Regions from separate parts of the Mus musculus genome. Here regions 2, 3, 4 and 5 are each linked to region 1. The links are chromatin contacts, called in public promoter capture Hi-C maps. All regions are on one chromosome and are shown on one strand. Each heading gives the region's core, a stretch centred on a gene start, on an enhancer-like site or on the middle of the called end of the contact. The rest is flanking DNA. Distances are from core to core; before and after follow the strand shown.

Region 1 (4,132 bases), core at 943-3,442:
TGGACTTACTTAGATCTTCAAACATATCCTACTTAAGACAAGTTCAAATAAAATATACACAATATTATCTTTTTGCTATTTTAAAACTCCAATTCCACTTCTCTGCTGCAAAGCTAAAATCCAATTCAAATATGAAAAGAGGAAATCAAGACTTTCTAATGGTCTCAAACAATGTAACCATAACTATGATCATTGACAGATACATTTCCATAAGTTCCTCCTTAAAAAAGCTAAAGCAGATTGGTGCCAGCACCAACTAGTATATTCATAGTCATACGATACTTTTTCAGAGTCTATGCATAAAAGCCTTTCAGATAAACCCAATAGAAGTAAAATGGGAATTAACAAAACCCTTTAAGGTCTATCTACTCTAGGCAGTTTGTGGTGGAAAGAAAAGCAGTTGCACTTAGTAACAAGAACACTCAATGACAACCGTTGTCCTTCAGAGCAAACTACTCAAGTAAAATCTTGAAACAAAAAAACAAACAAACAAACAAAAAAATCAGTCAAAAATTCCCTGACTATTTTTATAGTGAAACAAAGGAACTAATCCCCCAAACTCTTATTTACTAGGAGGTACCACAAGCAAGACAACTTATTCCCGACACGTGCCCTCACAAAGTACATCTATTCAGTGCGTTAAAAAACCCAGTGTAAATTACCAGTAAAGATTAATACTTCAGAGAGCAGACTCCCTCCAATAATCTCAAAAATATTATTTATTTATATATATACATATATATATAAATACATACATATGTATATATATTGCATATATAAAAATCTTTTGCCCGTGTATATAAAATGGTCCTAAATTTTTTTCTTCCTTGTTTTTGTTAATTTGGCACTTTATTGAACATTCATACACAGGTCCGATATAGCTTTTAAAGAGTTCCATTAGGAAGCTGGAGGGCAGCAAGAAAAAAATTTTCCTGAACTGCTTTGAAATGAGTGGAGCCACCCAGTGGCTGGAGGACACTTCTGTTAAAACAGTGGAGACCACCGAAATCCTTCTTAATAATATCCTCCCACTCCCTCACAGGCAAAACCTCAACATGATAGGCAGCCAAGATACACGACGAGATCGTCCCATTTTAATTGCATGCACCATAAGCAAAAAAAAAAAAAAAAAAAAAAAAGGATCATTTGTGTGTGTGTATGTGTGTAGCATTAGCTTCAGTCTGTCAGACTCTAGAATCAAACCAGTCTGTGGGATCATCTGCTTTATCCAATTCTGTTCCAAATACACTCAGGTTTCAGGTAACGCGCCCAATCTAGCGCGTGTGCAAGCGCTGTTTCCTTCCGGGAACAGATCGCGATTTTCTGGTTTTCCAACCGTTTTAGCCGGCACGAAGCAAACAGCAAAATAATAATAATAATTAAAAAAAGCAAGCCAGGATAGGATTCATGACCCCTAAGCTCCGGAATCCAGACCTCTGGTCACCGCACAGACCGTTCCGACACCGTGGAAATTTCAGCTCGCCAGCGGTGGAATGGTGCAGGGCTGCTCGCTCAACAGGAGCCGCGCAGTTCTGCCCAGCAGCTCCTGTTGCTCCAGCCCAAGAGCGGACCGCCCCACGCGCAGCCCGCCTCGGGGCCGAGTCAGAGTCCCCCTCCGCCGACCGGGTCGCCACTACCGAAGCCCGGCGGCGATCGGCAAGCCCGGGCTTGAGCGGCGCGCACAGTCGCGAGGTCCGCAATCACGGGTTCACGGTGGCGAGCGCGGGCGGCCACCGAGGCCATCTTGGGAGGCCCCGGGCGCCCGGTCCCGGTCCCCCCGCAGCCCCGCCCCGCCCCGGCCACGTCCACGACGCCCGCGCGGCTTCTCGGAACAAAGGCCGCAGGGTGGCACGCGCACAAAGCCGCTGGGCTGCCCTGCCGGTCGCTCCGGGTCCGGGCCCCGCCGCCGGCGTTTCGGTCGCCCGGCCACCCTCCTTTCCCTCCTCGGTCGCTCGCTCTAACAAAGGCCGGGCCCGCGGTACTCACAGGAATATGTCTACTCATTGAAGATTGTGGCCTAATCATACAGCCGGTCCCGAGGCGGCGCAGGCGGCGGCGGCAGGGCAGGCGGCGGTGGGCGTCGCGGGGCGGCGGCGGGGATGCAGGCGGCGGGGGCACCAGACGACCATGCAGTGAGCTGCCCGAGGAGCGTCGCCGAGCCGGCCGCAGCCCAGAGCCAATGCGCGCGCCCAGGCGCCCCTGCGTCACAAGTCCGCCCCTTTATAGCCGGCGCGACGTGCGCACAGGCGGCAGCCAATCACGGCGCGGGACGCCTGCGGCTCGAGGCGGGGCCCGGGACGCAGACGTCACTCGGGGCAGCCGCCACCGGTGCGAACCGGTTGATGAATGGCGCGGTGTGCTGGCTGGTCCTCGCCACCAAACGCTCCGGTCGCTAGAGCCGCGAGTTCGCCTCAACTTGGAACGCCTCTCCGGCGGGCGGAACCCTGTAGCCCGAGGCCATAGCTCTGTCGCGCTGGCCAACGGTTTACCTTGGCCCTTGCGCCCGGGGATCTCCGTCATCACTCCATATTGATGTCGCATGACCGCTGGGCGGCTGACTCACCGCTCCAGAGCCCGGCCCTAGTCTGGGACTAGGGATTCTCGTCACCACGGGCACTTCCACGTGTGGGAAGGCTCTCCGCAGAGATTAGCCGGTGGAACCCAGGAAATGTCCCTATTTTTTTTTTTTTTTTTCTTTCGAGGCACGTGAAGCCTAGTTGCTTCCTAGCCTTTCTTCTTCTCCCCCCACCCCCTTTCTTTTTAGGTTACACCCCTAAACTGCTGATTCTGGCAACTGCAGTTGGCTCGTTTGTGGCATTTCGAAATCACATGCATCCTTTGTACTGCTGCTCATTCTCAGATAATGAAAGGTTAGCTTTTGCTAAGGGGAAGCTTTTTTTTTTTCTTTTTCTTTTTAAATTAAGAATCTTCGGCTTTATCAAGGGCTGATGTAAGTTTTTGCGTCAAAAGCTAAGCTTTCCCCTTTTGTTGATCTTCAGTCCTGTTCCAGTGTCCTTTTAATCTAGGCTTCTAAGTGAAGCCTGAGTGCAGCTGTTTCTGATCATACAAGGGCAGCTTTTATCTGAAAACCCTTTCTGCTCGCTTGTCTAGGACAGGTAAACAGGACCTTTACCTGCTTTGGAGAACTCAGCTTTCCAATAACACTGAGGCCTTTTGTTCCCTGTTTTTCTGCACATTAGGCCGGAGAAATCATAAGTTGTGCTCTCTCTTATTGTGTACCGAATTTTGTGATTTATTAGCACTTCTATTTAGAGACTTCCTTGCATAGTTACTTAAATGTCTTATAAACATGCAATCTGTAAGCAACGTAAGTACATTAAAAAAAGGGGGGGGCAGACCTTTAATAACAGCAACAACAACAACAAAAAGCAACTCATCGTCATTAAAAATTGCTTGGCCAGGGATCCATTTAAAGTCAAGAACTTGAAGCATAGATCCCTTCACAAATAGAGGTAAAGTGAGGTAACAATTAAATTATGTAAGTCCTAAGAAAATGCAGGGAGATTAAAAGAAAAGTCTTTGAACAGTAAAGTGAAGTTGAGCAGACCAGGAAACTCAACCGAAGACAGATTGAGTATTACAGAACTAAAACCTTTCATATGACCAGTGACTTTGGGTAAGTGTTACTTAAGCTTTGGAAAAACATGGGCAGAATAATTAGTGACTAGCTTGGCCAACTTGTATTAATAACATACTTAGGCATATTAAATCTGCCTCCCCTATTCCAAAGGTTGGTCAACACTGTAAAACAAAAATAATGACACCTTTTCCAAAGGGGAATTTGGTGAGCTAAAATAACTGAGCAAATAGCAAGCAAAGGTAAATCAGTGTCTTGGTTTCCTTGTAGAACTCGTGATGCAAATTGTGAGCTGTGTAATCCACAGATCCCGTAATTGCTGACGATATTTGCTGATGTATGGTACTTGGTTAGCTGTCCTCATTGAGCCCTAGAAGATTGGCTTCTGCTCTCAGGAAGGGGAATTGTCTCCACCGGGATTATCCTTTTATAAGGAATTATCACCCAGTCCTATTTTGGAAAGGGACAGATTTCCATCCTTTGCTGCTGAAAGAATGTATCTTAAACCAGATATAAACTTGTTGGTCAGTCCAC
Region 2 (4,427 bases), core at 1,552-4,051, 2.6 Mb after region 1:
AGCGGGTAAATTTATAAAAGCTGTCCATTATTAGGAATCTATTTCCTAGGAACACCACATAACAAGAAACAATCTTAAAGTAATTCAAAGGTAATTCACAAAATAATATTTTTTCTTAAAGATACATATGTGGACAGATCTAACTGGGATAATGCAATTTTATTACATTGAAGAACCCATAGAAGGAACACCCAGTTTTCTTTTTCACTTAGGTTCTCATCAAGAACAAGAAAAGATATACATATGAAAACAGAAGGAGGGAAACTTCACAGGAAATGCAACAAACAGAGATGCATTTCATTACAGGCCCTCTGCCCATCAACACCACAGCTTTGGAGCTCAAGAACCCCAAGGGCTGTGTGAGCAGCATCTAATCTAAGACAAGTCAACCTGGATTTCACTCATGAACACTCCCCAGTGGTCGGTGCTGCCAGTGGGAATCCAACTCATTATTGCTTATCAGGCTCTGACTCTAAAAGAAATGGGGGGGTGGGGCGGGGGGAATCACATTTTCTTAAGACAAATGATCAAACATTTAAATAGGAATTTTTCTCTCTCATGATTGATGATATCTGTAATTCACACAGGGTGACAACTGACAAATCACATTATGTTCCAGAAGAAACTTAAAGTCCTTATAAGGATTTATAATATGATGTGGCCTGTTCGCCCTCCATTCATTTAAATGCCCTTCAACCAAAATAATGTTGTTCCATGGTCTTTAAAAATTACAACCCAGTCAATACAGCTGCCAACAGACTCGGCAAGTTCTTGAATTTTAGAGCATGAGGGAAAAGAACAAAACCCATGAGGGAGACAGCAAGAAGAAAAGGGGACAGACAAAAGGCAGAGGTGGGATGACTTTATTAATGAAAAACGATGGTTGAATTTTCCCAAAATCTGGTTTTCTAATTGCGCCATAGGAGAATCTATTAGAAGTATAAAAGATTTCTAAGTTTAAAATGATGAGTAAGCATTTTATAACAAAAAGTGTTTTGTCACTTATTGACATGTGTCAAAATAGAGCCAGCCTCTGCCCTGCTGTCACTAGCTACTGAATATGGAAGCCTCCTCCACTTTAGCTAGTATCTGACTGTGTTCAGTCCTGATAGAAGACAGCTTTCATTCCACAATAGGAGAAAGAGTCTTCAAATCAAAGATGGGAGGCAAAGTTCAGCCAAGCCAGCTGTTCCCTCCCTCAGCTGTTGGGAAGACATGAGTGACTCGCTTCTTCAGAGTCTCAGGAGCAGAACCACAATGGAGGGGCGCTTCTCACAGTGCCTTCCTTAGTTGCTTTCTTCTTTGGTTTTCAAAGTTCCTTGTGGTTTATCAAGCTGTTTTGTTCTCTGTCTCTATTTTGGTGCTGAGGATCAAGCCCAGAGCCCCATCAGGCTGTTTCCAGCATGGCTAGTCTACATAAATAAGGTTTAAAAGGGGGGTTAGAAGGAATGGGGTAATCCAAGCAAAAGACTAGTGTCCCAGGCAAAGGACAGCAAAGGAGGAGGCAGGAACTTCCAGCTCCTCCTGTCTTCCTCTGCTGCCTCTGACAGAAATCTATTTGCCATCAAGAGTTTCTGTGCCCTCCGCTACCTGGCCACAGTAAGAGTAACCAGCAAAATATGGGAAATGTCAAATATGATGATTCTCATATGCCAGTGTGCTTAACCTCCCCTAAGGCCCACAGGTGACTTTTTACACAGAATGGAGGACCCTGAAATCTGTTCCAATGAAAACCACACCATGTTTTCAGAAAGCAAGGCTGGTCAAAGAGAACAGTTAGAAAGGTACAATGGAAGGGAAAACTTAAAAGAAACACCTGCTTTGATTACTTTTACTCAACAATTATAACTGACTGCACTAGATGGGCTCAGGAAAGCAGCCTCCTTGACTGCATAGCTCATTACCTGCACCGTTGGTCACTGCCACAGAAAGAACTAGACTGGGGAAGAAAGTCTCATGAGTTTTCTTGAGACTTCATCCAAGTAAAGAGCTTTCAAAATACAGAAGAGTTGCCCTTGGTTTGAGTACCTTCAGTAACATTATATAAGAAAGCTGCACTGGTAACAATATATGCCATGGTAAACTTCACTAACTTCTATGGGCATGGATCAAGCCCACAATACTATGAATCCAGGCTTATTCTTCCAGCTCAGAAAGCCATGGCCTTGAGAAGTGTGACTAATCCACACACAATATTAAGTAGAAAAGGCGGGAGCCAACACCAAGCCTCTCCTGGGATAACATACAGTGAACTCAGCCAAGCATTAAATAAAATTTAAACTGATTTTTGTATTATAGAACAAGAACAAAGTAACCTCCTATAGAGTCTGAAACAAATTGAATAAAATATAAAAAAGAAGGGGTGGGGTATAACTCAGTGGTTACAAAGTTGCTGAGCACGCTCAAGGCCCTGGGTCCTAGGACAGAGGAAGAGAAAAAAGATGGGTTAGAAAGTCTTAGCAGAAAGAATGCTGGCTCGGAAGAAAGAGGAGGGATAAGACAGGAAGTCTCCATCACAGCAACTGGTCCACCACGCAAGCATCACTTCTAAGACAGATCATCGAGTGCATCTCTAAGGATGGCCTAGATCATCCCACAAGTGAATTAAACTTTCTTTAAGGTCATGCTGCAGTCTGAACACTGAACACTGAAGCAGCCATGTGTTACTACTTAGTGTTTAGAAGCAGTTCTTACACCAGGTGGGAAATGGTTTCCTCATGCAGCCCCAGAGAGAAGGAGATGCTTCTCTGAGTGTGCTCTCACCACAGGCAGATTGGGAGGCCCTAAGAACAGTGACTTGAACTTGCAGGCTTCTGCATGGATGCTTGCAAAGTGTAAACAAAAGGCTAGGGACTAGCTCAGGGAGGGCACTTGCTTACCTCGGGCTAAGTAAGCTCTGGGTTTCCTCACTTAAATGAGACTGAAGGGGATGGGGAGTTGGGGGAGAAAGAGACAAATAGAGATGGAAACAGACACAAACACAGGGAAAGAGAGAGAAAGAGACAGACAGAAAGACACACACACAGGGCAAGGGGTGGAATATGAATGTTTGAACTTGTTCTATATGTATGTTTGCTTTTTAAGATTCTCCTTTAAAGTGTCATCTATAAGCCCACAGGTGCCTATGAGTGAGTGTAAAAAAGTACCAGCTAGGACATACTATTTTTAAACATGCAAAGTAGACTCACTCTAAGACCTTTAACAGCCTACTTGCAGGAGCCCTTCCTCTCAAAGAACCTCCGTTCCCAGGGGGCTCAGCCTAGCTCTTCCCCACCAACCTTCTTAGCCTTCTTTCTTCCTCCATTCCTTTCTGTCAGCCCCTGATCCCCTAGAAATACTTTCTACCCAGAAGCCCTACACTGGGCTAGCCTCAAACCATCGCCATTCCTTGTGTCAGCCAACAATCAATAGGAACATTGTAGCCAGGGCTCCCCAGGGGCTGGGACACAGTCTTCTCTTCTAGGCCATATCCACTCCCACAGAAGCACCCTTCAACTGGGACACCACAGCCACCAACTTGCCTAGGATCCAAGGTGAGCAACAGCAACCAAAGAATGAAACATCCACCCAACAGAGACAAGGCCAGACATCTACACCAAAAACACCTTATACATCCTAACTCCAGATGCCTGGTTCCCAGCACAAAACCACAAACATGAACTGCCAGAACGGTGTGCCTCTTCCGAAAGCCATCAACTGTGCTGGAGTAGGCCCTGAGAATGGAATGTAGCAGAAGCACAAGACAAAGACTTCAAAATAGCAATTATGAATATGCTCAAGGAAGCTCATGAAAACACTAAGAGTTTAATAAAATAATGAAGACATTTCAAGACATAAAAATTAGAACTTATAAAGAAATAGTATCACTAAGGAAAGCCCAAATGGAAATAAGATTGAAAATCAAAAATTTAGGATGTCAAACAAAAACCTCAGAGGCAAGCTTCACAAACAGATTATAAAACATGAAAAAGAGAATCTCAGAAACTGAAGATGGTGTACAAAAAAATGGATGCCTCAGTCATAAAATGTTAAATCTTTTAAAAAATAAAAAAATCCAGGCACAAAACATGTAGGAAATCCATGAGACCATGAGAATACCAAGTCCATGAATAATAGGGACAGAAGGAGAGATCCAGGTCAAAGGAACAGAAGGGAAAAAAAAAAGAAAATATATATATACATATGTATGTGTGTATATATTAATAAATAATTTAAGATTTATTTATGTATGAGTGCTCTATCTGCATGTGTTCCTGCATGCCAGAAGAGGGCACCAGATCTCATTACAGATGGCTGTGAGCCACCAAGTGGTTGCTAGGGATTGAACTCAGGACCTCAACAGACAGTGCTTTTAAATGCTGAGCCATTTCTCAAATGCCCACAGAAAATATTTTTAAGAAAATCAGAAGAAAAAAATTCCCCGACCT
Region 3 (4,716 bases), core at 1,214-3,713, 2.7 Mb after region 1:
GCTTCTATTTTCCCAAAACTCCCATCAAGGATATGAGTCATAAAGACCAAGCACTGAGCTATTGAGGTTTCTTTGGTTAAAGAAGAACTGGGGTATTTTGAAGAAATCAGAACGTGAGACCCATGGCTCCTGCAATCCATAACATTCCACTCATTTCCAAGAGAAATAAAAAGTCATTTAAACATATGAAGACTTCCTTCCCTTGCAAGTTCTATAGCCTAATGTAGTTACTGTTTTGTCTGCCTCTAGAAACTTATTTCCTCAAAGCACTTCTGTTGCATAACTTCTCACACGATTCTAAAGATCTCTATATGACTTCTTAAATATTTCCTACTATCAAAAGAAAAAGTACTAAGATTCTACTTTAGCCTAACACAGCAGCCAAGTTCTCTATAACTCTAAAATCCCATATATTGAATAACATAGAACCAGACATTCTCGTAAGTACAGGCTGATGTACCACATTAAAAAGGCAGTTCCCTAAGCTATCAAGCACACTTAACTTGGGCTGGGGACACTCAGCTGGTAAGCTTCAGCCATTCAAGCATGGGGACTGGAGTTTCAAGCGCCTGTAATCCCAGCACTAGAAAAGGCGGGAAAAGAATCCTGGGGCTTGCTGGCCAGCAAGGCTAGCCATGTAGGTGAACACTGGGTTCAGGTGGAGAGCCATGGAGGAAGACACTCAACATCAGCCTCCGACTCAACACATGTACACTGGCCTGCACATGCGGGAACATGCACATACACAAACAAAAAAGCAGGCTTTCTCACAAAATAATTTCTAAACTTACATGAACAGATCAAAAATAAAAACCAAGGTTTACAAAAGAAGTGCACACAACATTGCATGTGACTGCAAAAATACTGGAAATAATTAATTTCAATGCCACTGAGGTGGATAAAGAAGTGATCAAATGTACATGGTAGGGTCTGCACAGAGGACGTAGTGGCTAAGGAGAACCAGGTTTGGTTCCCAACATCTACAGCACCTCACAACCACTTGCCATTCCAGTTCCAGGGGACACTACCCTCTTTTGGCACATGGTGCATGCACATACATGCAGTAAAAACACTCATACACATAAAAATACTTAAAAAAAATAAAACTTGATGATAGATAATAGTCATTTAATGCTACTGAGTTGGGTGGGGTTATGCATACCTGTGAGAAACGCAGAGGGTGACAGGGTGAGTACAGCCTGTGTCACATAGTAAGATCCTGTCCCAAAGGAGGGAGGGAGGGAGGGAGAGAGGGAGAGAGGAAGGGAGAGGGGGAGGGAGAGGGAGGGAGGGAGGGAGAAGGCAAGAAAGAAAATACTCTGATATTTTAAGAAAACATCTTTGAATAAATGTTCTAAATGTTACATGCCATATAATCAACATTATAAACTACATAAATCTATCTAAAGATATTCTGATACTTAAATTTTTTTCCGCGGGGTGGTTTACAATCTTAAAATCAGTATAAAACATTTTAATCAGTTTCTCCAAAAAATACCTCAATATTAAAAATATTTATTTTAATTATACGGTATAAAGTCAGTTTATAATACAATACTGGTTAAGATCTATTTTGTAGAGAAAAGAAGAAAAGTTGACAACTTAAATAATTTCATTCTTAAAATAATTAAACTGTATTTTTTTTTACTACAATGTCATATAAAATGAATAGAGAGGAAAACTATCAAATCATTTCGTGAGGATGGCACTAACTGGGCATCAACATCAGGCGGATATTATAGTACAACAAAACTCTAAACCAATATCCTTTGTGGCAAATGAATAAAACATTTAGCAACAAGTTTGACAGGGTAAATTTATGCCATGAATGCGAAATTGGTTTAATACTTTTAAATCAGTCTAATCAGTACATTAATAAATGAAATTTTGTTTAACCACATTGTCATTTCAATAAGTAAACAAATACCAAAGACAAAATTCAATATGCATACATAACCCGCCACCCAAGGCAACTCAGAAACTAGAAATAGCAGTTTTCTTAATTCTGAGGAAAAAAGATCTTGAAAAACAGGTAGCTAACACCATAATTAATACTGAAAGACCAAATAGATCCCAGTCCTACCATTAAGAACAGGAATAATCAGACCCACAGACTTAGCTCCCCACCCACAGCCCGCAAATTCTCTTGCACATAAGCTACATTTCCAGGTAAGTGTAGCTACCACCCCTCATCAGAGAAATCTCTCTTTATAGCAAACAGGGACAATGCAGAGTTCAACAGATTGTGGGGAGCCCAGGCCAACATAAGATCTACATCACAGCTCCTGCATCTATGGCTCAAGAAACATCATGGAAGAAGGAGTGGAAGACTGTAAGAGCTATATTACCAGGAAGTGCCTGTGAAATAGTCTCCTCTAGAAACTGCTGTACAAACAAGCCTCAAACAAGGGCCAAGTCAAGGGACACGTTAATATGAAAGAGGGGAAATGTCCCACCCTGAGACAAAGAACTACAGACAACAGATGACTGCCACAGATGGAGAATCAGCCTCTCCTGGGACAAGCCCTCTTACTGACTGTCCAATGCAGAGTGATCAGCCTTGAAATCATAGCTCTACAAACAATACACACACACACCCCAATAATAAAATAATAAGCAAAGAAAAGGGGGCTGTCACCTTGGGGTGGCTGGAGGGGGAAAGAGCAGAGGGAAAATGAGGCAATTCAATGTAATACAGGTAAGCTCCCATTTTAAAATACAGACACGGGGCCATATTTTATAGCCCTGTGAGCCCATAGAGATGGCTCCTGTGGTTAAGAACACTTTCTGCCCTTGCAAGGAACTGAGATCCAGTTTCTAGAACCCAAATGGCACCTCACTACCAGGGGATCCAAAACCCTCTTCTGGCCTCCTCAGCCACGAGATACACAGACACACATGCAGTCAAAATGCCCATTCATTCAAACATTTTAATCACTCAAATAAATAAATAAAAATAAAACGTAGAAAGGAAACAAAAACTCTGACGCTGTGAGTTTTAAGGGAAGTCAAGCTGTACTGTGCCCTCAGTCCCACCTCCCCAGGATGCTATAGTAGCAACTGCTCATAACTTTCCTTTTGTTTTGACTGTTACTTTGAATTTACAAATTACTGGGATACATTAGAAGAAATATTTTCTGAACCACTATAACTTTTAAAACGGCCAACCTAACCTCACAGGGTTATTTAAATAAGGGAAAAAGCTTCCAAGGAATTTTATTTCTGAGACACAAACCTTCAACTTGTATAATTCAGAAGCTAGATTCTGTACCCCCTACATTCATGCATGCAATTAAGCGGACAAGCAGTGAAGCTGAACACGCAGAATTACAGTCCTGGGCGTGAACAGTGCTCAGCTGATGAATGGAGCAGGAGGACTAACCAGCCCAGGGTAGGGACCCGGAGAGAAGTTAGAAGGGGAAGCAGCAGCCATTTTATCCTCCACTCCCCTGCCCTCCAAAGGAGACAAGGTCAAGATGCTCCTAGCATCTCAGAAAGAGCCTTGCCAAACTCAAGCCAAAGGTGACATCTTTGAAGCACTTAGTTGGAAAACCAAGCTCATCACTGTCTGCTGTCTCTGTACTTCCCAAACCCCTCTTTTTACACTGACCACAACATGCCGCTGCCCACCTCGCTCCCCAACTGCCCTGTTGGGATATCTAGTCATACTTGTCTCCGCAGTAGCCGTTCGCCTGACTCGGTGCATGCTTACCAGTGGGTACTGCCTTGATACTAAATGACCATCTTTTTGCTAGGAGCTAGGGGAAAGCCAAAAGCAGGGCATTTTCCTTGTATGCACAGGACGTTGGGTTCAAAAACATAAAATTACAGTTATGACAAAAATAAACAACAAACAGTTACAAAAGAAAGCCAAATAGTGCTTTTCAGTATTTTTTCTCTGGCACAGATTAGGCAATGAAATCCATGGAAGAATCTACTACACTGGCTGACCTACCTCTGTAAAACCAAGTTGGTTTAAATAACAGGGTTTCTCTCTATGCTAATTCTAATGCGCCAAATGTGCTGGCTTCTAGCTCCTCCTCTCTCTCATAAAGGATGAGTCAGAAAACTGAAACTCAAAGCCATACAGGTACATAATCATTTTTCAATGTCCAGTCACTGTTAAAAATTATACCCTAATGCTTAATTACTCCTGTAACACTTCATATTACTAGCTCCCCCTGTGCAAAAACTTTCCAACTGAAAAACCGACAGGTGATAGGGCTCTCTCTGTAGTGGCTGAGTAAATTTTTGTTCTCTGAGAGCAGAACTGTCAAAGAACCGGATGTACAAGACCCTCACAACACCATTTTAGTCGTCAGCTGTTTCCTAGCAACTGGATTTGCTACCATTTTCTCCTCACAAGTATGCAACAGGCTGTGAGGTTCCAGTGAGGAGGAGGCTGTGAGGTCCCAGTGGGTGAGGAGGAGGAGACTGTGAGGTTCCAGTGAGGAGGAGACTGTGAGGTCCCAGTGAGAAGGAGGAGGCTGTGAGGTCCTAGTGAGGAGGAGGAGGAGGAGCCTGTGAGGTCCCAGTGAAGAGGAGGAGGAGCCTGTGAGGTCCTAGTGAGGAGGAGTCTTGCGCGCGCTTGGGAGAGCTTGATTGTAGAGGCGAAAAGACCTCGAGCCCAGAACTGGTGCTGCTTTTATAGGCCTAGGAGGGGGCGTGTCTCACACCTTGATTGGTTATGCACTAAGCCTCATTTGCATGTTCCTC
Region 4 (4,200 bases), core at 414-2,913, 2.3 Mb after region 1:
TCACTTGCTTGCCGTTGCCCGTAGCTAATGATGACTGGATGGAACCCAAACAACTCCTTGGCTGTTACAGTTTTAGAACCTTCAACCTTCTCCTGCTAAATGATCCTTTCCTCTCAGGGGCATGCGCCCATGCGGTCAATCCTAGGAATGAAGAACCAGGGTTTCACCTACAGATTTATACTGCCCACGTGGCACCATATGAAAAGGAAGTACCTGTGAAAGGCCAAGCAGTTGAGCTATTGACTTGTCCTCCCAAGCAGCTGGGGCATCCATGCCTGAAATAGTCGGCGAGTCACAGTCACCTCACAGTTTATAAGCAGCTAGCCTCTCCCCTTTGACAGTTTAATCCTGGGCATAAAGGCCTTTTTCTCTGTGAATTCCAGTCTCTTATAGGTTGCCCTGCTACTTTAACTGTGACCTTGAAGCTTTTATTCTGTCCATTTCACATGCAATTGCATCCTTTCACTTCAGCGCAATCCACAGGCTCTGGCATTCTGGTCCTATCCAATGTCACTGCCTTGCTGGCCCAGCATCATGGGATTGTGATAAGCTTGACATGAAAGCTTATGGAAGGTCTCTGCTTCTATGCCATGTTACCAAAAGACCGTTAGATGTGAAATAAAGCAAGCTGGTGTGGTGATAATCTCTTCCCTAAATCCAAAAGAATGTTGACTACTAAAAGGTCTTAATGTCACACCCTCGCAATAAATCCAGAAACACTGCTTTGTCGACCTTTGTATCCCTTGAAGGCTGAGTTCTCTTATCTGCTATAAAATTTCTGTGAGAAAATCTCTTCTTGGATACACCTGTAGAAATCAAACATTTAGGTGTAATGTCAAGCCTTAGAGGGCAATATGAAATAATCTTTTCATTTCTTTTAATATGTTCCTTATACTCTTCTTGTTTTGTTCAGGAAGAGAAACTAAGCACAGAACCTTCCAGATGAACTGCAAGAGTAACCAAAGTAAAGAATATGAATCTTGATGCATACAAAGCCAAAAACAAGCTCACCAAGAAGTAAGAATGGAGACTTACTCTCTACAGCAGAGAGTAGAGCGTGGAAGTTATCTCCCAAAGCATTCTTCAATGTGTGCTGCCTATTGTTCCAGAAGGAAAGATGGCAGGCACATTTGGGGGCATGCTTAGCTCAAGGTTATGGAACACGCATTCAAAAGTTAAAAACGAAAGACAGGAATGTCTCTGGGCTTGCCCAGTTTTCTGCAAAAAGTTTAAGCAGAAACAAAAGGAAAGGACCCTTGATGGTGTGTTAATAAGGGCTTCCACCTAAAGGAATCTGCTTCAGTTGGCAGCTAACACAGAAGCATCAGAATGAAGTGTGGAATCCAAAGCCTTGAGTCAAGCTGACACAGATACATGGGACAAATTAGATGGCTCTAGCCAGAAACATCAGGATCAAAAGGCAAAGAAACCATTGGAGATCAGCATGTTGGTCCACTATAATGCAGAAAACAGGTTTGCAAAGCCGTTGTTCACTGGCCACCAAAAAATCACAATATTCAGAGCCCGGTGTCAGAGAAACCAAAGCCTCTTCCATTGGCTTAGAGCCTGAACAGAAGAGTAAAATCAGCCAGGGAGTCTGGTCATTATTGGTACAGCTTACCAGGGAGGCAAGCCATACAGAGTTCTTAGGGCCAGTGTCTATGTAGCAATCATATTTCTCAATTTAATGTCAATAGGCATTCTGCTGAAATTGATTCTTTGTACATGAATACAACTGGTGAATCTGCATTTCTAGCAGTGCCCCTGGGCCATGCTGCTGAAGCAGGTCTACAGACTACCCATAAGTAACATCTTGGTGCTCTTCTCATTGGTCTATTCATCTCATTTGCATTAGAGATACTAGCATCATCCCTTTTTTCCCTCTCCAGAGCATGAAAAACCTTTAAATGGGATCAAATCTTCACATTTAATCAATGATGGAGCAGGATCTGCATCTGGGCACTCTAAGCAACAATTTACTGAGTCAGACAACTCTTCCTCAGCTATGTGATCCATACTACTCCTCGGCCTTAGGTGGTAACCAGAGCTAAGCCACATTTGAATGACCTGGTAAAGTCATGTCCTTGTCACCACCAATAACTTAATGTTCAGCCTTACCCAACAGCAAGAGAAGGTGACTGCTAATATTTACTCTGTTGAGTAAAAACCACATGATCTACTGTGTGCTGGCTAAAGGTTGGTGTGTGCCTGAACCAACTTTCACTCTCATTTATTCATTGTGTCATTTCCTTCCTGAATCCATCCCCTAGCAGTGAAAATAGCAGATTAGCACAATGAACAGTGGATGTGGATTTGCTTTTATTATTTTTCCATAAGAGAACAGGGCTCAGCTTCCCCTGCCAGACTGTCTTAGCAGCCTCTTTTGTACAGTTTTGCCTGCTTTTGTCAAGCAGAAAGACACTGGCATCTCCCATGGATTAGAATAAGTGTAAAAACCCTGATTTGAAAGGGTCTCTGGGTCTGCTGCCTGGCTACTCCAAGCACCCGAGGATTTGAATTCTAATGCATTACAGCAGACTGCAGTTGGAGGCAGGGAGGGATTGGGGTGCCAAGAGGGTTGCCTGATGGAAAGGCTGCCGACAGCCTTCGCAATGGTCACAGCCCAACCTTTAATAGCAGTTTAGCAATGGGCCTCTCTGAAATAGCAACCATCAATAGGGAGGTTTGGCATGCTTTGTGCACTCCCAAATGAACACATTCTCATCTAAGCCAAGCACACGCATAAAGACAGGGACAGAGAACCAGAGACATGCTTGCTAGCACGCTACCCTGGAGAAGAAGAGCAAGAAATGAATAAAAGTATTCCTTTATAAACAGAGAAAAACACAATGCCCTACCTCGTGAGACTGCTTCTCCTCTTTAATATTTATTGGATTTATTGCTGATAAATCTCTGTCTTGGGCCCAAAGTCTTGCATGCAGAGTAGGTAGGAAGTTTAAGGGTGGACAGTGGTCTGTGACTTTAGCCAGTGGCAACCACATGCAAATGATTTGTCAGTGATTTGCCTTGCCCTGTGATGCTGTGAACTGCATGAGAACGATAGCAATTTCCCTACAGTAATACATATTTAAAGACACATGTGTCTTTTGCAGCAAATTGAACTACTGTGTGTATATTAACTCACCCATGAAGCCTTCTACTGCAAAGCTTATAAGTTTTGATTGTTTCCAAATGTTAAAAGGACGTGGATTTTTAACTTATGATAATTGATTGTTTTAGCATAAACAAATGCAAATAAATTTTGGGATGATACAAACATATTCCAATTAACTGAGTGTGAAATGCAGTAAGGCCTTTACATGGTTTCTGTGATAGCTAATCTTGGGTGTCAACTTGACTAAGTCTAAAAGCAACTAAAAGGCAAAGTATTTTCCTGGCAGATTATTTGAAGCGGTTGGACAAGCCCTAAATGTGAACCACACATTCTGGTGGCAGTCCAGATAAAAGGACACAAGAGAAGGGAGATTCGCTTTCCCTGTTTGCTTTCTCTCTCATATCTCCCTTCTCTTGTGTCCTTTTATCTGGACTGCCACCAGAATGTGTGGTTCACATTTAGAGCTTGTCTAATAATCTATGCTGCTGAGGCTGAGGCTGAGGCTGAGGCTGAGGCTGAGGCTGAGGCTGAGGCTGAGGCTGAGGCTGAGGCTGAGGCTGAGGCTGAGGCTGAGGCTGCTAATTTCTCTACAGACTTGAGAAGCAGCCACTAGCTTGGATTGAAGGCTAGCAGCTCTTCAGGAATCTTCCAGATCTTCAGCACCAATAGGGCTACTCAGACAGTACCATACAAGTCAGTCTAATAAAGTCCCTTTAATGTATACTCACTGTTCCTCCAGAGAGCCCCAGTACAGGCTTCACTTCAAATTTTCTTTGTAGTTTACAAATCAATTCAGATATACAGAGAAAACGCAAAGCCTTGATTTGTGTATAACTAGTCAGCCTGCTTCGTTGATAAAGCATTACTTAAGCTTCCAACCTGTTTATCTGAGGTCTGGCTGTACTCTCTAAGTTGTATCTTCAGGGGTTACTCAGCTTTTAAAATAGCTTCATGGAACCTTCCCTTTCCTTGTCTCTCCCTGGGTTTGCCATTGGATATCTGAAGTAAATGTGAACGTAGGACCTTATGACTCTGGAGCTACATATAGAACTGGGATGCACATGGAGTTTCTCTACCAGCTCCTA
Region 5 (4,355 bases), core at 1,203-3,702, 2.6 Mb after region 1:
CAGGAGATGGTATAAATGTATAAATAGTTCTATTTGTTTGTTTATTTATTTATTTATAGACACACACATAGATATACATATGCACTGTGTGTGTAGTATAAATCTATAAATAGTATAAATGTGTAAACAAATAGTTTACATATTCTTATTGAATTAGCCAAGGATAGCCAAGTATTCAAGTTGACTTACAGAATTCAAGCAAATAAAAAGCAATGTTTAGACACTGAGGTAGTTTAGCACTGAAAAGTGTGCCAAGGCTTTGCCTTTGTTACCTGAGGTGGTTGAGCAGAGGCTGAAGTCGTTCATCGGACTGCACAGCAGGCAGCGACCTGGCCGTTAGCTGAAATCAGAGAAAAGGGTCAGGAGAGTGGTGGGCTGGAGGGGCGGGTAACATTGAAGACAAACAGGACAGCTGAGGGGACACTAAGGAGGGGAGGCAGCCAGGGAGGCCATGCACAAATATGAGAGAACGCTTTCTGCTTTAAATCAAGGACTTAATCATTAATTCATCAGGATTGAATAACTCCATGTTTCCAGCACAGGCTGAGGCAGGAGCACAGAGAAGCAAAACAAAAGTGAAAGCCAACTACGTTGTCTTGAGGACATAAATTAAGTTACTACACTTCAAATGATGAGAAAGGAATGTAAGAAAAGAGCCCAGACATCTGAGTTTGTGGACGAGCCTCTACTCACAAGCATGTTATCTCTGTATGGAAAATCTGAGAAAGCACTAAACATTAAGATGTATAAAAAGCTTTCCAGTTATGATACTAGGAAAATGATAGCATTAAGGAGAGGAACTTCCACTTATGGCTAAGTAATCAGGAAATCGGAATACACACCGACTCCTTCATAATTTCCATAATTTTCACAACCACATTACTGAAAGAAACCAAGAACATCTCCTAAGACTCAAAACAAACTAAATGTATTTAACTCTGAAATGTGACCTCAAATGAAGCCTGGAGACCAAACTGAAAGCCAAACCCTTGCAATAAATGCCATGCATCAAACCAACAGCAGACAGACCGGCTTCTTCTGTGTGTTCACAGCCATGTGAACTGCATTTTCCTCTGAGAACTTCCACTAGGAAGTCAAGACACTCATCCACCCGATGTAGTCTGAGAATGTGAAACAGACTCAAGACAACAAAACAAGTAAATCTCTCATTAAAAGAGGTCTTATATTCTACTAAAACAAAGTCAGAGGAAAAGTAACAGACTACAAGACATCCTTTGGTATTTATTATACACTGTATCCTCACACTGCTGATCTCAGGAAAGATTTCCCAAAATCAGAAAACAACTTACCAAACTGATGTTTATATTATATCAATAAAAATAGCGATACAATGTTTAAAATATTCTACTGTGGGTCTCAGGGTTGGGGCTGTAAGTTCGTGGCAGAACAGATCCAAAAACAAACAACAACATAATTTGATCAAATAATGACTAGCAAGCATTCCAGGTTTCACCTAAGTCAACACATGCACAAATTATGAATTTAAAATATAAGACTGTGACACAATAATATGCTGTAATTTTAGCAAAAGCAGGTCTTTAGGGTCTAGGAAAAATGCCAGCCTAGTGTGTCACCACCAGAAAGATTATCAAAGTCATCAGATTTTATAGGCAAACGTTCGGCCTATCCTATAATGTAGTTCTTAATGCCAAATCCCTCTGCAAAATATCACTTTCATTGTTAGCGATTCCATGTCTCAGAACCAAAGCTATTCTCTAAGCAGATTTAATTAACCTATCTAGATGGTTTAAAAGCCAGTTCTCTGAGAACAGAACAGACAAGCTGGACTTCTCCAAGCACTTGTCAGTTTCCACAGCTTCCTAATTAAGCATCTCTTCTAGATGGAAGCAGACACCTCTCTACCACAGCGCCACAAGACAGCTGCTCACTCCAAACGGGCAAATTCCTCAAGTCCTTCATCTCTGTCCATCCTCCGGCCCTTCTCCCTGAACTATTAACACATCTCCATTTTCTACCGGGCCTGCCTTCTGTTTTGCTTCCTTCCTAATTTATCCCTGACTAAAAGATTGAAGTTTTCAAATTAAGAGTTAATTTCTTCCCTAATTAAAATCAGCAAAGAATTCTCTTAGGCTCTCAGGTTAAAGTTATTACAATGACCTTACATCCAACATCTGCAAACTTTTCATTTTGGGGCCACACTAGTGAGGTACTCAACCGAGAGTGAGTGGCTGCCCCAGACCCAGCCAGCTACACAAGACAGAGCAGCAGAGTCCCTGGTAGAGAGCTGTCACAACTCCGCTTCCCAGGACAGAGTGACTTGGTTTTGAGTTCCTCTACCACCAACTTACTCTTCAGTTTACTGTAATGGTTGACAACAATCTGGTTGTCAACCTGACACATCAGGAGGAAGAGGGAACCTCAACAGAAGAATGGCTTCCATCCAACTGACCTGGGGGAGCATTTTCTTGATGGCTACTGTGGTTTGGTAAAAGGAAACAGAAGATGAGCCAGAGGGACCCAGGCAGTACACAGTCCTCCATGGCTTCTGCTTCAGTTTCTTTCCCTGGGCTACTGTTGAGTCCCTGCCCTGACTGACTGACTGTAAGTTGCTTTTGGCCATGGTGTTCATTGTATTAACAAAATGCAGACTTGGACAAAGATCTACCAAGGATGATTTCTGAACTGGAGATCTGAGTAGAATGTGCCTGAGGACTCTCCTCTGCATCTTGTAAAACAATTCGCATTTTCAAAAGTAGTGCATGGTTTGGGGTGAAGGAGGCATGGTGGGGAACCTATCCTCAAACTGCAGAAAGCGGCAGGGCCGTACACTGACTTCAAATGGCTAAGGCTGTCACTACGAGATCATCATCACAGATGCTCTCCGAATGCCTCCCTAAGCTACTGTATTGGTTCTCTGCTCCATTCTTCCCTGAGGCTGCCACCGCCCTAGCAATAATGATTAACAGACTCATAACAGATAGCCAGCTCAGAATGTGTGGCAAGAACTTGCAACTCACTCTATTAATTGATGAACAAAAAATTGTATGTCTGCATTTGATAGGTAAGTTTTCAAATTTCTGCTTTCACAAAAAAAAAATCTAAATCAAAACTAAATGACAGTTATCAGCCTTCTGAAAAGACAATAGACTATCATACCAAAGTGTTTATTAGTAGATATATAAAGTATTTTCTCTACAAGTTAAAATGAATAGTAATCAAAGAAAGAAATTTCATTTTCAAATTTGGGGGGTGTTTACCTTTTGAGGGTTTTTGTTTCTGTTTGTTTACATATAGAAAACACAAAAACTTGTTCTTTATGAATCCCAGGTTATGGTTACTTCAGGGGAACAGGCATACAAGTTAGCATAGCCTAGGCCTGAGACAGTATTGAGAAGACAGACCTAAAAATACATCTAGCACATTTGAATTAAGCAATACAAGTTTTGCAAGCTTAACTGATTTTCCTCCCCACTGGGTTTCCTGTGACAGGGCCTTGCTATATAGCCCTGAGTGGCTTAGAACTCATCATGTAGATCAGATCAGGTGGCCTCAAACTTTCAAACTTAAGGTGATCCTCATGGCGTTATTTCTAGAGTGCTGATAGTACAGGGATGAGCTATTACAACTGAACTCGGTGATGCCTAGATAAACTGTGTTTTGAAGACTGATACGGGGCTAGAGAGATGGCTCCACATTTAAAGGCACATACTGCTCACTCCTCAAAGAACATGAATTTGGTTCCTAGCACCTACAATGGGCAGCTCACAATCACCTGTAACTCCAGGTCCAAGGAGATCTGCTGCCCTCTTCTGGCCTCCTAGAGTACTGCAAAAAAGTGGTGCATATACTCACACATCGTCTTAAAAGTAATAAAAACAATTCTTAAAAGATTGATATCATTAAATAATCTTAAATTTTGAGATATATATAATGTTTGGGTACAAATAATGAGGATGGGGTCAGGAGACAGCTCAGGAAGCCAGGTTCTTTCCATTCAAGCATGAGGACTTAAGTTTGATTCTCAAAACCTCATAAAACGGTGCCAGGCATAGTAGTGTGCATTTATAATGAGACCTCTGGGGCAGCAGTGATAGGTGGCTGGTTCCCTGGAGCTCCATGGCTAGTCCACTTAGACTATCCAACAAGCTCAGAGTTAGTAAGAGACCAGGTCTCAAAAAAACCTAGGTAGGCAACACCCAACGAGTAACACTAAAGGAACACCAGCAAAGGCACAACACCCAGGCTGGCCTCTGGCTTCCACATACCCACATGTGCACACACAAAAATAAACACATCTTGCTAACTAACAAGCCCTCTTTAAATGGCTACCACGCAGATGTGAGGTGGAAGATTGTCTCCATAGTATCTATCTC

What was found. Promoter capture Hi-C pulls out the DNA fragments that hold promoters and counts their contacts.
Region 2: a promoter capture Hi-C map of pre-B cells shows a contact between it and region 1. The contact joins the enhancer-like site here to the promoter of Ptp4a1 in region 1. A contact is called at or near these places in 8 of 39 promoter capture datasets (the 3T3-L1 cell line, the C10 cell line, cranial neural crest and 5 more), 1 of 115 datasets of contacts at active chromatin or transcription factors (embryonic stem cells) and 1 of 9 other capture datasets (liver).
Region 3: a contact with region 1 is called in a promoter capture Hi-C map of pre-B cells. The contact joins the enhancer-like site here to the promoter of Ptp4a1 in region 1. A contact is called at or near these places in 8 of 39 promoter capture datasets (the 3T3-L1 cell line, the C10 cell line, the HPC-7 cell line and 5 more) and 4 of 115 datasets of contacts at active chromatin or transcription factors (astrocytes, embryonic stem cells, epiblast stem cells and 1 more).
Region 4: a promoter capture Hi-C map of liver shows a contact between it and region 1, with 4 times the contacts expected there. The contact joins the enhancer-like site here to the promoter of Ptp4a1 in region 1. A contact is called at or near these places in 5 of 39 promoter capture datasets (cranial neural crest, hippocampal neurons, liver and 1 more) and 1 of 115 datasets of contacts at active chromatin or transcription factors (astrocytes).
Region 5: a contact with region 1 is called in a promoter capture Hi-C map of the HPC-7 cell line, with 11 times the contacts expected there. The contact joins the enhancer-like site here to the promoter of Ptp4a1 in region 1. A contact is called at or near these places in 8 of 39 promoter capture datasets (the C10 cell line, the HPC-7 cell line, cranial neural crest and 5 more) and 1 of 115 datasets of contacts at active chromatin or transcription factors (embryonic forebrain).

What each region holds. Positions count from the first base shown.
Region 1 is chr1:30,947,563-30,951,694 of GRCm38.p6, forward strand. Ptp4a1 (protein tyrosine phosphatase 4a1) reads right to left here and starts at 2,193. Exons shown (of 6, transcript NM_011200.2): 1 at 1,987-2,193. LOC115487084 (a long non-coding RNA gene) reads left to right here and starts at 2,309. Exons shown (of 1, transcript NR_164183.1): 1 at 2,309-3,776.
Region 2 is chr1:33,592,955-33,597,381 of GRCm38.p6, forward strand. All of the region lies in intron 7 of Prim2 (DNA primase, p58 subunit), which reads right to left. Among named protein-coding and RNA genes, the nearest start is that of Prim2, 75 kb to the right of the region's middle. Within about 2 kb of position 2,802, at least 36 of the 459 cell types and tissues checked have an H3K27ac peak or open chromatin away from gene starts, as enhancers often do. A contact at or near this core is called in pre-B cells and second pharyngeal arch cranial neural crest, where this site is marked.
Region 3 is chr1:33,612,323-33,617,038 of GRCm38.p6, forward strand. All of the region lies in intron 7 of Prim2 (DNA primase, p58 subunit), which reads right to left. Among named protein-coding and RNA genes, the nearest start is that of Prim2, 55 kb to the right of the region's middle. Within about 2 kb of position 2,464, at least 4 of the 459 cell types and tissues checked have an H3K27ac peak or open chromatin away from gene starts, as enhancers often do.
Region 4 is chr1:33,212,413-33,216,612 of GRCm38.p6, forward strand. No RefSeq gene overlaps it. Among named protein-coding and RNA genes, the nearest start is that of Gm24901, 23 kb to the left of the region's middle. Within about 2 kb of position 1,664, at least 18 of the 459 cell types and tissues checked have an H3K27ac peak or open chromatin away from gene starts, as enhancers often do. A contact at or near this core is called in liver, where this site is marked.
Region 5 is chr1:33,533,024-33,537,378 of GRCm38.p6, forward strand. Prim2 (DNA primase, p58 subunit) reads right to left here. Exons shown (of 14, transcript NM_008922.2): 8 at 273-340. Among named protein-coding and RNA genes, the nearest start is that of Gm23453, 110 kb to the left of the region's middle. Within about 2 kb of position 2,453, at least 13 of the 459 cell types and tissues checked have an H3K27ac peak or open chromatin away from gene starts, as enhancers often do. A contact at or near this core is called in the HPC-7 cell line, where this site is marked.